Regions from separate parts of the Triticum aestivum genome. Here region 2 is linked to region 1. Evidence: chromatin contacts called from public Hi-C data. All regions are on one chromosome and are shown on one strand. Each heading gives the region's core, a stretch centred on a gene start, on an enhancer-like site or on the middle of the called end of the contact. The rest is flanking DNA. Distances are from core to core; before and after follow the strand shown.

Region 1 (7,714 bases), core at 2,424-4,923:
GCATTTCCTCGAACAGGTTACGGGCGTCTAGGAGCCCGCTGGCCGGCGTCTGTCGCGCGTGTTTCCTCGTGCCGCCGGACGACGAGCCACCGACCACCGGGGTGGCGCTGAGGTCGATGGGCGCGGGCGCGGGCGTGGAAGGCGCGGCCACGCTCACGTCGGGTGAGCACTCCCTGGAGAGGCAGGAGGCCTGCGGGTAGACGTGGAAGCCGGGGACCGGGTTGCAAGTCGACGCGTTGGGTGAGTCGGGCAGCACCATCCGAGGAAACGCCGACGAGCCGGTGCTGGCCGCAGCGACGGCGGCTTGGAGGACGCTGTGCTGGCTAGGGTTTACCCCTAGCATGTAGAGCGCCTCCCTCGTTGCTGCGGCGACGCGGGCGTTGGTGAACTCCTGCTGCGCGGCGGCGACGGCGGCGGCCTGCGTGGCGGCCTCATCTCTCGCGTCCGCGGCGTGCCTCCGGCCCTTCCTCTTGGCCGACTCCCTTGCCCGCTGTTCGGGCGTCAGCGCCTTCTTCGACTTGGTCGCGGCGGCGGTCTTGCGCGGGGCACGAGGCTTGCCTTTCCCGGAGGGGGCGACGGCGCCGGACGAGGCGAGGCCGGTAGCGGCGTCGAGGTCGAGGTCGATGGCGAACTCCATGGCTGGTTGGGGGGCGGGGACACGCGCGGGCGGGAGCGTTTTTGGGGAAAATGGGGGGAATGTTGGTGGCTGCCACCGACTGGCGGGCCCGGGGAGAGGAGTAGGCGCGCGCGCGCGTCCGTCTCGCGTCCGCGCCGACGCAAATCCGTCTCAAAATTGGGCCTGGAATGGGTCGCCAGCGGACGAAAAACGGATGCGCGTCCGTTTGGGTCGGCGCGTTGGGCCGCCACTTTTGTCCGCGCCGACCCAAACGGACGCGGGCGGACGAAATGGGTCGCCCCATTGGAGTTGCTCTCATTGCCTTGCCACCGACCTGCCGCACGGCGCCACGCGGTTTCGCTTGTCGCCACTCTCCGGACTCCACCCACGCAGCCCCGGCGGGCCCGGGGGGTGGACGGCTCCGGTCATTCTTTCCTGCGCTCGGACGGTCTTTTTTTTGCGGGAAAAGGGGAAATTTCTATTAACTCAAGGAGGCAAGTCAGCTAATACCATGATAACAATATTGCTTAAGCCTGAGCCCAGCCAAACTGCAGTACGAGGAGTACTTCTACCATATGCAGCGAGCTCATGACTAACTTTATTTTGCGAACGACTAATAGCATTAATAGAAATCTCCCTAGGGTCATCAGTGACCATCCTCTTGATCTCCTCAACGAGTACATGAAATTTCGACCTGTCAACCCACGTGGCCTTTATCATTTTGACGGCTTCGATACTATCCATCTCGATTGCAATAGGGAGCTTAGTCCGGTGTAGTGCAAGCTCAAGGCCCTCCCTACAAGCCGCTAGTTCAGCATGGAGACTATTGTCGCAGGTACGAATCTCCCTACAAGCAGTGAATATAATTTCGCCGCGATCCGAGCGGAGAACCAAGCCTCCTCCTGCAGCTCATGTAGCATGTACATAGCTGCCATCTACGTTCAATTTCGTACTTTGGCCCTATTTGGTTCATAAGTCCTATGACTTTTTCTAGTCCCAACTAAAAAGTCTCTAGTCCCTAAATAGTCCCTCCCTGTTTGTTTTCAGGGACTAAAAAGTCCCTAGTCCCTCACTAGAGGTTATTAAATGACCATGTTACCCCTAATATATAGAAAAATAACAACCAAACAACACCATGGGACGGCGGGGCAATGGGTGCAGGGAGAGGCATTGTTGGAAAAGTCCCAAAAAAGACTCTCCTTGAGAGTCTTCTTTATTTAGTCCCAAAAAGCAACTTTTAGTCCCTACTAGTCCCTCCTGTTTGGTTAAAAAGTCTCTAAGAGAGACTTTTTCTAATCCCTACACCAAAAAGTCCCTGGAAACAAACACCCCCCAAACCGCCGCTGCAGCGGCAGCAACAACGCGCAGCAATTGGGGCTCAGAGGGTTTTTCTAAAAGAAATTGCTTTGCTTGCTTTTGTGTATGGTTGATTGTGGTTAGTGCGCATGATTAGAGAGAGAGGGATTATTGGACAGTGACAGTGGATTGGTCTTTGTGATGCTGCTAGGTGGATGCCAATGGGAGTAAACTTTTTTGTTAGCGAAAAATAACTAACTACACGGAGGATCTTTCGGTAACTAGTACTAATATCAGTGTTTAAGAACGTCTTACTTTTGGGGGCAGGCTCCAGCTTTTGGCTGTGGTTCCACGGCTGCTCTGAGATAGTAGTTGTTTGTTTCAGCTCCATTTTTTCCCAGACCAAAACTGAAACAAAAAAAAGGCCTCATTCGGTGAAGGTGATGGTAAAACCTTGCAGGTAAGCAGTCGGCGAAGAACCCCTGATGAGACACCGTCGCCGCAATAAGAGATAGCATCGCCATTGAGAAAGCCAAGGACAGCTTCTTCTTCTTCTTTTTTGCGAGAAACTCCCAATCTATTCATCTTCAATCATGACAGTACAAAGAATAACAGAAGTAATAAAAATTACAACCATGTTGGTCGCTAGGTGGTCCATGGACATGATTGTAATTTTTATTACTTCCGTTGTTCTCTATACTATCATGATTAAAGATGCATTATCTTCAAAAAAATGATTAAAGATGCATAGATTGAAAGTTTCTCGAGAAAAAAAAGAGACACCGCTGAGCTCGCCATTTCGGTCCATGGTTGTTACACTATGGCGATGTGCCCCCTGGCATCATCATAATTAAACATATGGAAGACTTGAGGGCTGGATGTCGCGAGCCAAAATTAGCCGAAACCGAGCACGGCCATCCCATCTTTATGACAAACCGCGTTGCCATGATGAAAGTGACCACACGACGGATGTGAGACAAGAAAAGAAGACGGGGAATTGAAGAGGCGGTGCGTGTTTAGGCTGGTTGCTTGCAACACGGGGTATGCATATACTAGGTAGCTACAGTAGGTTGTTGTGGTTGGACATGGACCTAACCTACCCCGAAGAGGTCGAGGAGGAGCACAACGAAGGCATCATCGATGGATCCCCTCGACAAGTTGCAAAACAAGGGGCAGACATGCCCCTAATTCCAGGTGCCCTCCTGATGAATCAATCAGGTCTGCACGACACGAGCCACCCACCGGCCCGCCAAACTGAACTGCGAGCAGAATCGATGTCAAGTGTTGCCTAATTAAATCGGCAACTAACCAACGTGATTGGTATGCCTCATCATTCATTCATGCGTGCGAAAATCCGAACAAAATCCAAGACCGCACATGGCCCTTGGAGGGCGACGCGTAACGATCGACGAGCAGGGCGGGGCGGGAAGGGCCGCCTCCCTGCCGCGATCTCTGTTGCCTGTCTATCTGCCCAGGTTCGTTAGGATCGGAAGGTTCGGCTCGATGGACGGACGGATGACTGATCGGCAACAGCTCGGAGTTTGTGTGGTCTTGTCCACGTTGTCATGCGTCCAGCTTCGGCCGAAACAAAGACGGCGACACGCATCGCGTCGTAGGTAGCCTGGCTGGCAGCGTCGCGCTCATGCGCAGCAGGCATCATTACCGTTTACCAAAGATGGACGGGAGTGCAGTGAGCTGGGCTGGCCATGGTTGACTCGGGGGTGCACTGCACGGGCCGGAGCGGGTCCGCGGGGGGAGACGGAGAAAAATTTGCGCCGTGCGAGTCGGACCCCTCTGCTTCGCCACCGACCCGCGCGTCCACACCAGCCACACGGCGCAGAGGCGCCACGCGGTTTCGCTTGTCGCCACTCTCCTCCTCCTCCACCCACGCGCGGCCCGCCCGGGGGAGGGGATGGACGGCGTCTTGCGCTCGGTCTTTGGTGGCCGTGGGAGGGAAAACGGAGCCATCTGCGGCGCGGGACGCCCTTGCCAGCCAGCCAGCCAGCACGGGCGGGCGGGCGTAGACCGCGGACGCGTTTCTCTGGCTCGCTGGCTGATTGGTCGTCCGGTCGCGTGCCCGGGGGTGCGTGCGTGCGTGCGCCGGTCTCTGCACGCACGTATGGGCCACTCCAGCCTCCAGCCTCCAGCCTGAAGCTGACCCGGTCAGGATCGATGCATCGTCGTGTACCCAAACCGCCAGCTCATTTTTCCTTTTTGCGAGATTTGATGCATGTTTGAAACAGATAGCTGGTATTGCCGAAAAAATGCCATAGAACAAGATTTACATAACTAGTAAGTTTGCACGTCTCAACCAATGCTAATTTCTTTCTTTTTTCAGAAAAACTTTCAATCTATTCATCTTCAATCATGATAGTACAACGGACACTAGAAATAATAAAAATTACATCCAGAACTGTAGACCACCTAGTGACGACTACAAGCACTGAAGCGAGCCGAAGGCGCGCCGCTGTCATCGCCCCTCCCTCGCCAGAGCCGGGCAAACATTGTTGTAGTAGATAGTCGGGAAGTCGTCGTGCTAAGGCCCCATGGAACCAACGCACCAGAACAGCAACCACCGCAGATGAAGAGTGTAGATCAAAAGGATCCAACCTGAAGACACACGAACGAAGACGAACGATGAACAGATCCGAGCAAATCCACCAAAGATAGATCCGCCGGAGACACACCTCCACACGCCCACCGATGATGCTACACACATCACCGGAACGGGGACTAGACGGGGAAACCTTTATTCCATCTTCACATAGCCACCGCCGTCTCGCCTTCCTGAGCAGGACACAAACCCTAACAAAGCTTAAAAAAAGATATGAAAGCGGAGCCCTCCCACCGGCAAGGGCCGAGATCCACTCCGCCTCCATGGCCCTAAGGCCACCGGAGATGGGATGGACCGGCGCCGGCGCCGGTGGAAGGCAAAGAACCCTAGTTTTGGGGAGGCGGCGGCCGGCTAACCAATGCTAATTTCAACAAATAGTCCAGCAATGAATGACATCCGCGTAAGCAAACCATGACAAACAAGCACTCAAAGATACAAAGAAATACGCTTAAAGAGCTTGAGGATGAACATAACCACCACAAATGGTTCGCTATCATCATGTAAGTTGAGCGAAATTCGAAGAACGCGACACATGAATTTCTATCTGCACAGCTCGTCTCTGAATTGGACTTTCATGTTTCTTGCTATCTTTCTCACAACATGCTTGGCTTCAAAAAAAACACACAGCTAAAGTAGCCTGCAGAAAGAGCTAAAACAAAGAAGATTTGCACATGATAAAGGTAAGAAGAAGAAAGAAACAAGAAAAACCAGGGGTATCCCTCGCGCCAAGCAGCCCTAAAGGCCTTAACCTTGTCCCTAATCAGGGAGAAAACCACATTAGCCGATGCCTCTTTTTGCTTCAAAAGTTCTCTTGTTGTGTTCTTTCCACAGATTCCACACTATGTCCAGGGCCAGACAGTTAAAAAATTTGAAGTCATGGAATGTACTGCGAAATTAAACTGCATCAGAGTTTCCTTTTTTGCGGGCCGTCGACGGACCAACCGCCCAGCCCGGGAGCAAAGGACCGGGACGAGATGGTCGTTAAAGTCTCACATTATCCTCGCTCGCACCAAGAAGACGGTGAAAAAAGAAAAGAAAAAGAGAGAGCGAGGTTGACGGGGAATCTATCCCACAGTGAGCTCTTCTTCTCAATCAATCTATCTCTCTCTCTCTCCTCCTCCACTCACGACTTCCTTCCCTTCCTTTCCCTTCCGAGTCGCCGCCTCCCAGGCAGGCACAACATGCCAATCCCCTCCCGGATTCTCCCCGCCGTCCGGCCGCCGCCCCGCTCCCGGCCGAGGTACGTGCGTCGTGCCCACTCCGCCCAATTTCACCGTCTGCTGTGCTAGGGTTGCGCTTACTATTTCTTTCTCGTCGGCCGCCGTCACTCCGCTCAACCGTCGGCCGGCTGGCAAGAGAGAGGCTGGCCAAGTTTTTGGGTCTGGGTCGCTGCTCCTGCTAGCTGGATTTTAGAGGCGATTAGTGGTCTCGACAGGGGGTTAGTTTAGTTTAGTTTAGGAGGGGAATGCGTAGTTTTTTTTTTGAGGGTCTGGGAATGCGTAGGTAGGAAAGCTTCACTGCCGCGTCTTGTATCGTCGTGTTTTGGGGGCTCGATCGTTGTAGCTACTGGGCCGACCTGTTTTCATCATTTTTTTTCCTTCGCTGGGCTTTGTTTTCTTTTTCGCCGTGTTCCACCATTCTCTCAAAAAGAAAACGCTGAGTTCCCTGAGTTCGCTGGTTTATGCTTGTTTTTTTCATTTTCTTTATCGTTTTTCTAACTTTTTTCTTTGTTTTTTCTCTTTTTTGTTTTCTTAGCCTTTTCATCGGTTTTATTCATCTCTTTCATTGTTTTTTCCTTCATTTTTATTTTTTAGTTTCTTCCTTTCTTTAGTTTTCTTTTATTTGTTTCTTGGTTATCTTTTATTTGTTTCTTGGTTATTATCGGTTTCCTTTGTTTTTTCTTGTTTCTATCTCGGTCTTCTCCGTTTCCATTATTTTGAATTGGTTTCTTCAGGTTTTTAATTTTCTTTTATTTTTATTTTAAATTGTATTTATTTATTTTATTTTTTTTGTCGTTTTTCATCGGTTTCTTTTTGGTTCAACATATTTTAACTTTTTTCAGTGCACATTCAACATTTTTGTATACACTGAAACTTTTTTATATACACAGTTAACAAATTTAAAATGCATGATTAAATTTTTTTGAGAACTTATATTTTTATGTTTACATTTTCCAAACACACTGTACATTTTTTTGTATATCTGTCATACATTGTTTCAATACTCCCTTCCTTATACTTCTTTACAGAGGGAGTACACGTTAAACATTTTTTAATAGAGATCCAACATTGTTTCTACACAAACATTTTTCAAATTCTTGATTAACAACTTTTTGCAAATGCAATATTATTTTTTAATACACGATCAACTTTTTTTATAAACATTTTAACATTTTCAATGCTTGATTATAAAGAATTAAATACAAGATTACCATTTTTAATACACGGTCAACATTTTTTCTATGCACATTTAAAGTTTTCAAATGCTTGATTAAATATTTTTTCGAATGCAAGATTAATAATTTTTTAATACATGTTTAATACTTGATTATCATTTTACAAATACTTATTTAACATTGTTTTAAATGCTTGATTAGTTTTTTTAATAAATGCTCAACTTTTTTCACACACATTGTATATTTTTCCGTATACATGAGAAACATTTTCTCTCTACACATTTAACATTTTTTAAATGCTTCTTAACATTTTGTTCAGAAGGTTTTATGTAAAGTAAAAAATATATCAAACAACAAAATAAGAGGCTATGGCCTGCAACGCGCTGGGCCGGCCCATCTTGCGCCGCGCTTGACGCGAGGGTTCCTTTCCTCTCGCTAAAAGCGAGACATAGGGGCGCCCTTGATTAACGTGGTGGTGTAGATGTTGTTACGCGGGCCGGGCCGTTGTCGGTGTCACAAGCTCGGCTGCTCAGCCCAGGAACAACAGAGGTGTCAAATAACTGATGAAGCGTCAAAACCTCAAAAAAAAAAAAACTGATGAAGCGTCAAAACCACAAAAAAGAAACTGATGAAGTGTCGTTCATATTTAAAGGCTGTCTATTTCTTCGGAGAATGCTTCTATGATGTCTGGGTCTCGCTCTATGGCCGAGATCTTATTCCTACTGTTTACCTTTACCATCCAGTTGTTGTTATTACGGTTACCATCACTTACCGTCTGAGTTAATTCCCGCCT
Region 2 (7,714 bases), core at 3,525-6,024, 170 kb after region 1:
CTTGTGCCTTTGATCTCCATCTCCAAAGCACCGTCATGATCACCATCGTCATCGGCGCGACACCTTGATCTCCATCGTAGCATCGTTGTCGTCTCGCCAACTATTGCTTCTACGACTATTGCTACCGCTTAGTGATAAAGTAAACCAATTACATGGCGATTGCATTTCATACAATAAAGCGACAACCATATGGCTCCTGCCAGTTGCCGATAACTCCATTACAAAACATGATCATCTCATACAATAAAATTTAGCATCATGTCTTGACCATATCACATCACAACATGCCCTGCAAAAACAAGATAGACGTCCTCTACTTTATTGTTGCAAGTTTTACGTGGCTGCTATGGGTTGAGCAAGAACCATTCTTACCTACGCATCAAAACCACAACGATTTTTCGTCAAGTATGTGTTGTTTTAACCTTCAACAAGGACCGGGCGTAGCCACACTCGATTCAACTAAAGTTGGAGAAACTGACACCCGCCAGCCACCTGTGTGTGAAGCTCGTCGGTAGAACCAGTCTTGTGTAAGCGTACGCGTAATGTCGGCCCGGGCCGCTTCATCCAACAATACCGCCGAATCAAAGTATGACATGCTGGTAAGCAGTATGACTATTATTGACCACAAATCACTTGTGTTCTACTTGTGCATATGACATCTACGCATAAACCTGGCTCTGATACCACTGTTGGGGAACATAGTAATTTCAAAAAAATCCTACGCACACGCAAGATCATGGTGATGCATAGTAACAAGAGGGGAGAGTGTTGTCCACGTACCCTCGTAGACCGAAAGCGGAAGCATTATGACAACGCGGTTGATGTAGTCGTACGTCTTCATGATTGACCGATCCTAGTACCAAAAGTACGGCACCTCCGCGATCTCCACACGTTCGGCTCGGTGACGTCCCACGAACTCACGATCCAGCAGAATGTCGAGGGAGAGCTTCGTCAGCACGACGGCGTGATTACGGTGATGATGAAGCTACCGGCGCAGGGCTTCGCCTAAGCACTACGACGATATGACCGAGGCGGATTATGGTGGAGGGGCACCGCACACGGCCGGAAACAATCAACTTGTGTGTTCTAGGGTGCCCTCCTGCCCCCGTATATAAAGGAGCAAGGGGGAGGACGGCCGGCCCTTGGGGCGTGCCAGGAGAGGAGGAGTCCTCCTCCTAGTAGGAGTAGGACTCCCCTTTCCTACTCCTACTAGGAGGGGGAAAGGAAGGAGGAGCGGGAGAAGGAAAGGGGGGTGCCGCCCCCCTTCCCTAGTCCAATTCGGACCAGAGGGGGAGGGGGCACGCGGCCTGCCCTGGCCGGCCCTCTCTCTCTCTCCACTAAGGCCCATGTGGCCCATTAGTTCTCCCGGGGGGGTTTCGGTAACCCTCCGGCACTCCGGTTTTCTCCGAAATCACCTGGAACACTTCCGGTGTCCGAATATAGTCGTCCAATATATCAATCATTATGTCTCGACCATTTCGAGACTCCTCGTCATGTCCGTGATCACATTCGGGACTCCGAACTATCTTCAGTACATCAAAACACATAAACTCATAATACCGATCGTCACCGAATGTTAAGCGTGCGGACCCTACGGGTTCGAGAACTATGTAGACATGACCGGGACACGTCTCCGGTCAATAACCAATAGCGGAACCTGGATGTTCATATTGGCTCCCACATATTCTACGAAGATCTTTATCAGTCAAACCGCATAACAACATACGTTGTTCCCTTTGTCATCGGTATGTTACTTGCCTGAGATTCGATCGTCGGTATCTCAATACCTAGTTCAATCTCGTTACCGGCAAGTCTCTTTACTCGTTCCGTAATGCATCATCCCGCAACTAACTCATTAGTCACATTGCTTGCAAGGCTTATAGTGATGTGCATTACCGAGAGGGCCCAGAGATACCTCTCGGACAATCGGAGTGACAAATCCTAATCTTGATCTATGCCAACTCAAAAAGTACCATCGGAGACACCTGTAGGGCACCTTTATAATCATCCAGTTACGTTGTGACGTTTGGTAGCACACGAAGTGTTCCTCCGGTATTCGGGAGTTGCATAATCTCATAGTCATAGGAACATGTATAAGTCATGAAGAAAGCAATAGCAATATACTAAACGATCAAGTGCTAAGCTTACGGAATGGGTCAAGTCAATCATATCATTCTCTAATGATGTGATCCCGTTAATCAAATGACAACTCATGTCTATGGCTAGGAAACTTAACCATCTTTGATTCAACGAGCTAGTCAAGTAGTGGCATACTAGTGACACTCTGTTTGTCTATGTATTCACACATGTACTAAGTTTCCGGTTAATACAATTCTAGCATGAATAATAAACATTTATCATGATATAAGGAAATATAAATAACAACTTTATTATTGCCTCTAGGGCATATTTCCTTCAAATCACCGATGGGAAACAAACCATCTTGTGCCATTTAATAATCTCTGAAAACTCAATGCACATGGTTAGTCCGCAAAACACATTGTCATCAATGACCAAAACCACTAAGGGAGAAATTTGCCCTAATAGTAATTAATTAAACTTTTTTTAGAAAAACATAATTAATTAAACTACAGTAGATTTTTTGTTTTTGCGGGTTGTCGGCGGACCAGTTGCCGGCCCAGGAGCAGAGGGCTAGGCCGCTAAAATCTCACATTATCTTTGCTCGCACCGAGATGGTGAAAAAGGAAAGTAAAAGAGAGAGGGAGGCCGGCGGGGAATCCATCCCACAGTGAGTTCTTCTTCTTCCTCTCTCTCTCTCCCCCTCCATTCCCAACTTCCTCCCTTCTGAGTCGTCGCCTCGCAGGCAAGCACGCATGCAACAAGAGCCCCCCAATCCCCTCCCAGATTCCTACAGGTTGAACAATGACCTAAAGAACCATCTCAATTCATATTTAGATATCAACCGCCTTGTTCATCATTTTGAAAGAGCCGTGAAAGTGAAAAGAGACACTAATATAAATCCAGAGTACGAGTGTAGGAAGAGTCTACCTAGAATCAAAATCCCCACTCCAATGTTGCAACAAGTCAGTAGTCTTTATACTCCTGCTACATTTGAAGCTACAAACCGAATATGGGATGTCAATGGCAGCATGTGCTCATATACTACCCGGAGACAATGAATACATGATTAAGATTGGAAGGCGTGTTGATGGGAAATATGCAACATTTGAAGAAGAATACAAAGTTGTTGGAGACAATCACCAACAAACGGCTTCATGTAGTTGTGGGCAGTTCGAGACAGTAGGAATTGTGTGTGCTCATGCTTTGAAAGTTCTTGATTTAATGAATATCAAGTTGTTTTCCTCAAGGGATGTCAAGCCCTGACTTCTCTCCGTAATGTTAGAGGATCCGGCTCCCTCGGCAGGGACAGGACTGCTGGACGATGGTCTCTACCGATGCGGGATTAGCAGGCCTTGCTTTTTTTTTGTTTGAGCACAAGCATGCCTTGATTAATTGGGTGGTGTAGATTTACGCGGGCCGGGCTGTCGATGGTGTCACAGGCCCGGCTGCTCGGCCCAGGAACAACGGAGGTGTTAGGTAACTGACGAAGTTCCGTTCATATCCAGAGTCTGTCTATTTCTTCAGATACCGCTTCATGAATTAGGCCGCCCCCTCGCTCCGTATTGTTTGGATGTTGCTCAATGTATGAGATCTTATCTCTACTGTTTACCATCCAGTTGTCGTTATTGTGGTTACCTTCACTTACCTGTCTGGGTTAATTCCCGCCTATATAAACATCGGGTTGTGGCTAGGTTGCGTTTTATGCTTTTCATTCCCCATTTCAGCCGAAAGGCTAGAGCATAGACAGATTCAATTACCTACTATAATTGACGGCCCTCTTGATTTCAATTGGATCTGACAAATTGGTAAGCAGAGCCGATGTTGGTCGGCGGCGATGTTCGATTCGGTGGTTCCCCTCCGTGGAGAGGTAAAATCACACCCAAATTCCACCCTCTTTTCGGCGGCGGTGACACTTGACCCGTGGTGGCGACGACCGGGTCACGATGGCGTCGGTGGAGAAGATCGGATTCATGGTGGCGCTGGTGGCGGCGACCGGGTCACGATGGCGTTGGTGGAGAAGATCAGATTCATGGTGGCGCTGGTGGCATCGATTATTCGGGTGCAGACCAGCAAGGAAGCTCTATGCAACATCAGCGGCGACAGGAAATGAACGGAGGGTCTGATTACCGGGACAACGGCAATGAAATTCTTGATTAGAAAAGGAAGGTATGGCCTGTTGCTAGTAAATTATCTTGCATGTTTCAAGATGTTTGTCATGTAACTTGTAAAATTTTGGTAGTGTGATCCCTCGACGGCACGTCGCATCTACCTGTGCCTCTTGTCATGATGGTCCTTGTGTTTTCTAGCTAGGTTGTGCCTTCTTCTGGACACCCTTTTTTTTTCTTTCTCATTTTTACCCCTGTTACATGTACGGTTTTTGGTCCCGGTTTTTCTCATAAACGGGGTCAACTTGCTCACGTTATTAACCCGATTCTCTTATAAACTGACATGTTTTTCTTTAAAAGAGATCAGATCCAGATGGAGAGCTCTCCCCCGGTGACTGTTAAAAAAATTGAAGCCACGGACTGTACTGCGAAATTAAACTGCAGCAGAGGCGGGCCGTCGACGGGCCAGCTGCCCGGCCCAGGAGCGGAGGCCGGGCCGAGATGGGCCGTCGAACTCTCTCTCACATTATCCTCGCTCGCACCGAGACGACGGTGAAAAAAAGAAAGAGAAGAAAAAGGGAGAGCGAGGCCGACGGGGAATCCATCCCACAGTGAGCTGTTCTTCTCTCTCTCTTTCTCCCCTCCACTCCCGACTTCCCTTCCCTTCCGAGTCGTCGCCTCGCAGGCAGGCACAGCACGCCAATCCGCCCCCGGATTCCCCCCGCCGTCCGGCCGCCCCCGCCGCTCCCCTCCCCCTCCTCCGGCCGCCGCCCCGCTCCCGGCCGAGGTACGTCCGCCGCGCCCAGTCCGCCCAATTTCACCGCCTGCTGTGCTAGGGTTGCGCTTACTATTTCCTTCTCGTCGGCCGCCGCCGCTCCGCTCATCCGTCCGTCGGCCGGCCGGCGAGAGAGGCTGGCCTAGTTTTTGAGGCTCGGTCGCCACTCCCGCCTGCTTGATTTTGGAGGCGATTGGCGGTCTCGGCAGGGGGGAGGGCCGAGTTGCCATTTTTTGGGCGAGCCCCCCTGCTTTTAACCTCTGTGGGTTAGTTTTGGTTGGTTTAGGGGTGAATGCGTAGGTAGGGAAGCTTCGGTGCCACGCCTTGCATCGGTCGCGTGGGTGAAGCTCAATTTGGTCTGTGTCAACATAGGTTAAATTTGCTGCTGCTGCTGGATGGATTTTGGGGCCTGCTATCCATACTCCACAGCCGTGCAATGGGCCAGATTTACCTTGTCCTGTGTAGGTTAGGTTATATGTGTTGCACATTTAGATATAGGCAGTAATATACTCTGTCCTGGTTATATATGCAGGGACCATTTCATTGCTGGAGAACAGATCATTTTCAGAAACCCTGCCATCGGTGTGTGTTGCATCTTTGAAAGATGATTGAGGGGGCAAGGTTCCACAATATGCTGGGCGGCGCTGGCATCGGTGGCGGCAGGGGGAAGCTGGAGAACGAGAGCAACGGCTTCTACGACATGCCGTATTACCACAAGGTCGGGGAGAGCTCCCACATGTCGGTGGACAGCACGGACAACATGAACTCGATGAACTATGTCGGCGGCTCGGTCGCCATGTCGGTGGATAACAGCAGCGTGGCCTCCAACGAGTCCCGCACCGTCATGCTCAACCACCCGGGCCTCCGTGACGTTCCCACACCGAACTATTCGGTTTGCAACAGCGTCATCTATCCCAACAAGGCTGCTGCCTCTGTTCTCAAGGAGGATGCGTTGGCTCGGGTTTTGATGGACCCCACTCATCCGACGGAGATACTCACTAACTATGAGGCGTGGACCATTGATCTGGGGAAGCTGGACATGGGGGCTCCTTTTGCTCAGGGGGCCTTTGGGAAGCTGTATCGGGGAACATACAATGGGGAAGATGTTGCCATTAAGCTGCTGGAGAAGCCTGAGAATGACCTAGAGAGAGCACAGTTGATGGAACAGCAGTTTGTGCAAGAAGTTATGATGCTTTCCACGTTGAGGCACCCAAATATCGTAAGGTTCATCGGGGCATGCAGGAAGTCGATTGTTTGGTGTATCATTACTGAATATGCAAAAGGTGGCTCTGTCAGGCAGTTCCTTGCCCGAAGGCAGACCAAGTCTGTGCCCCTGAGATTGGCAGTGAAACAAGCGCTTGATGTTGCCAGAGGAATGGCATATGTGCATGCCCTGGGATTTATTCACAGGGATCTGAAGTCAGATAATCTTCTAATTTCAGCAGACAAATCCATCAAGATTGCAGACTTTGGAGTTGCTCGAATTGAGGTAAAAACCGAGGGAATGACTCCAGAGACAGGAACCTACCGCTGGATGGCACCGTAAGTCAATTGCATCCACTACCGATGTTTTTTTTGTGTGCAAATGTCTCTCAGATATGCTGATGTCTTTTGCCTTAACAGGGAGATGATCCAGCACAGGCCTTATGATCATAAGGTCGACGTGTATAGCTTTGGGATTGTGCTGTGGGAGCTCATGACCGGCATGCTCCCCTTCACAAACATGACAGCGGTTCAGGCGGCTTTTGCTGTGGTGAACAAGAACGCTCGTCCTGCGATCCCACAAGATTGCCTGCCCGCTCTAAGCCATATCATGACCCGTTGCTGGGATGCAAACCCTGAAGTCCGCCCATCATTCAACGAGGTCGTGACCATGCTCGAGGCTGCTGAAACGGACGTTGTCAGCAATGTCCGTAAGGCACGGTTCCGCTGCTGCATCTCCGAGCCCATGACCACCGACTGAGACTAGTGCCAGGATACAGAGTACCAGAAAATGAAAAATGGGAAGAAGAACGAGGATGGGAAAGGAGGCGACGCAATCTCGATGTACAGACCACACTGATACACCTGGGCGTTGCGTGTGCCTGCCTATCCGAAGGTCTGATGGCTGCCCTGGGGTAAGCTAGGTTCTTCATTGCTGCTTTCTACTATCTTGTCTTGGTTGCATGGGTTGGAGTGATTGTTTGCCAAAATATGGATGATGCTACCTTGTATGTTTTCTGTTTTCTTGGAAGGATGCTATCTGGTATGTTAACAAGGAGCTATGGTATGTATTCTCCACAAGCAAAGAGCTATCTTTGTCTTGTGTTGATAGCGGCTGCATATTCTGAGGTTCCTTCTAGCTGTTGTGTAAATCTGTGTCCATTGCCCGAAGCGTCGGCCTATTAGTGGTCACTATCTCCTGGTTTTTGTTGATTTGAGAATTGAGATGACTGTGTGTACTGCCATTCTTTCACCTCCAAATGCAGTTCATATTGTTCTCATCAGATTCTTCTTCTTTCTGGATCAAGTATTGTCTATGTCAAAAGCTCAAAGCGGAAATGTATGTGCTTGCTTGCTCTGTTGCTCATAATGTACCGTTGGTTGGATTGATATTTCTGCCTTCTTCATTTCAGATTGAAGGTATGCTCGAACTGAATTTTTTGATCGTCCTCAATTTTTCTCCTGAACATACCATCAACCAGATGATCAAAATTCGCTCTTAATGTTTGAGTGACTCCTCTTGACAATACACATTGAAGGTAGTATGTTC

What was found. Hi-C and Micro-C count contacts between places; a contact is called where the count stands out from the background.
Region 2: a contact with region 1 is called in a Hi-C map of leaf, with 5 times the contacts expected there. The contact joins the promoter of LOC100136974 here to the enhancer-like site in region 1. A contact is called at or near these places in 2 of 5 Hi-C or Micro-C datasets (both in leaf).

The regions. Positions count from the first base shown.
Region 1 is chr7D:589,122,773-589,130,486 of IWGSC CS RefSeq v2.1, forward strand. No RefSeq gene overlaps it. Among protein-coding and RNA genes, the nearest start is that of LOC123163812, 6.5 kb to the left of the region's middle. Within about 2 kb of position 3,674, at least 6 of the 8 cell types and tissues checked have an H3K27ac peak or open chromatin away from gene starts, as enhancers often do. A contact at or near this core is called in leaf, where this site is marked.
Region 2 is chr7D:589,290,708-589,298,421 of IWGSC CS RefSeq v2.1, forward strand. LOC100136974 (serine/threonine-protein kinase STY13) reads left to right here and starts at 4,775. Exons shown (of 3, transcript XM_044586215.1): 1 at 4,775-4,974; 2 at 5,495-6,504; 3 at 6,586-7,448. The coding sequence starts at 5,567. The coding sequence ends at 6,925.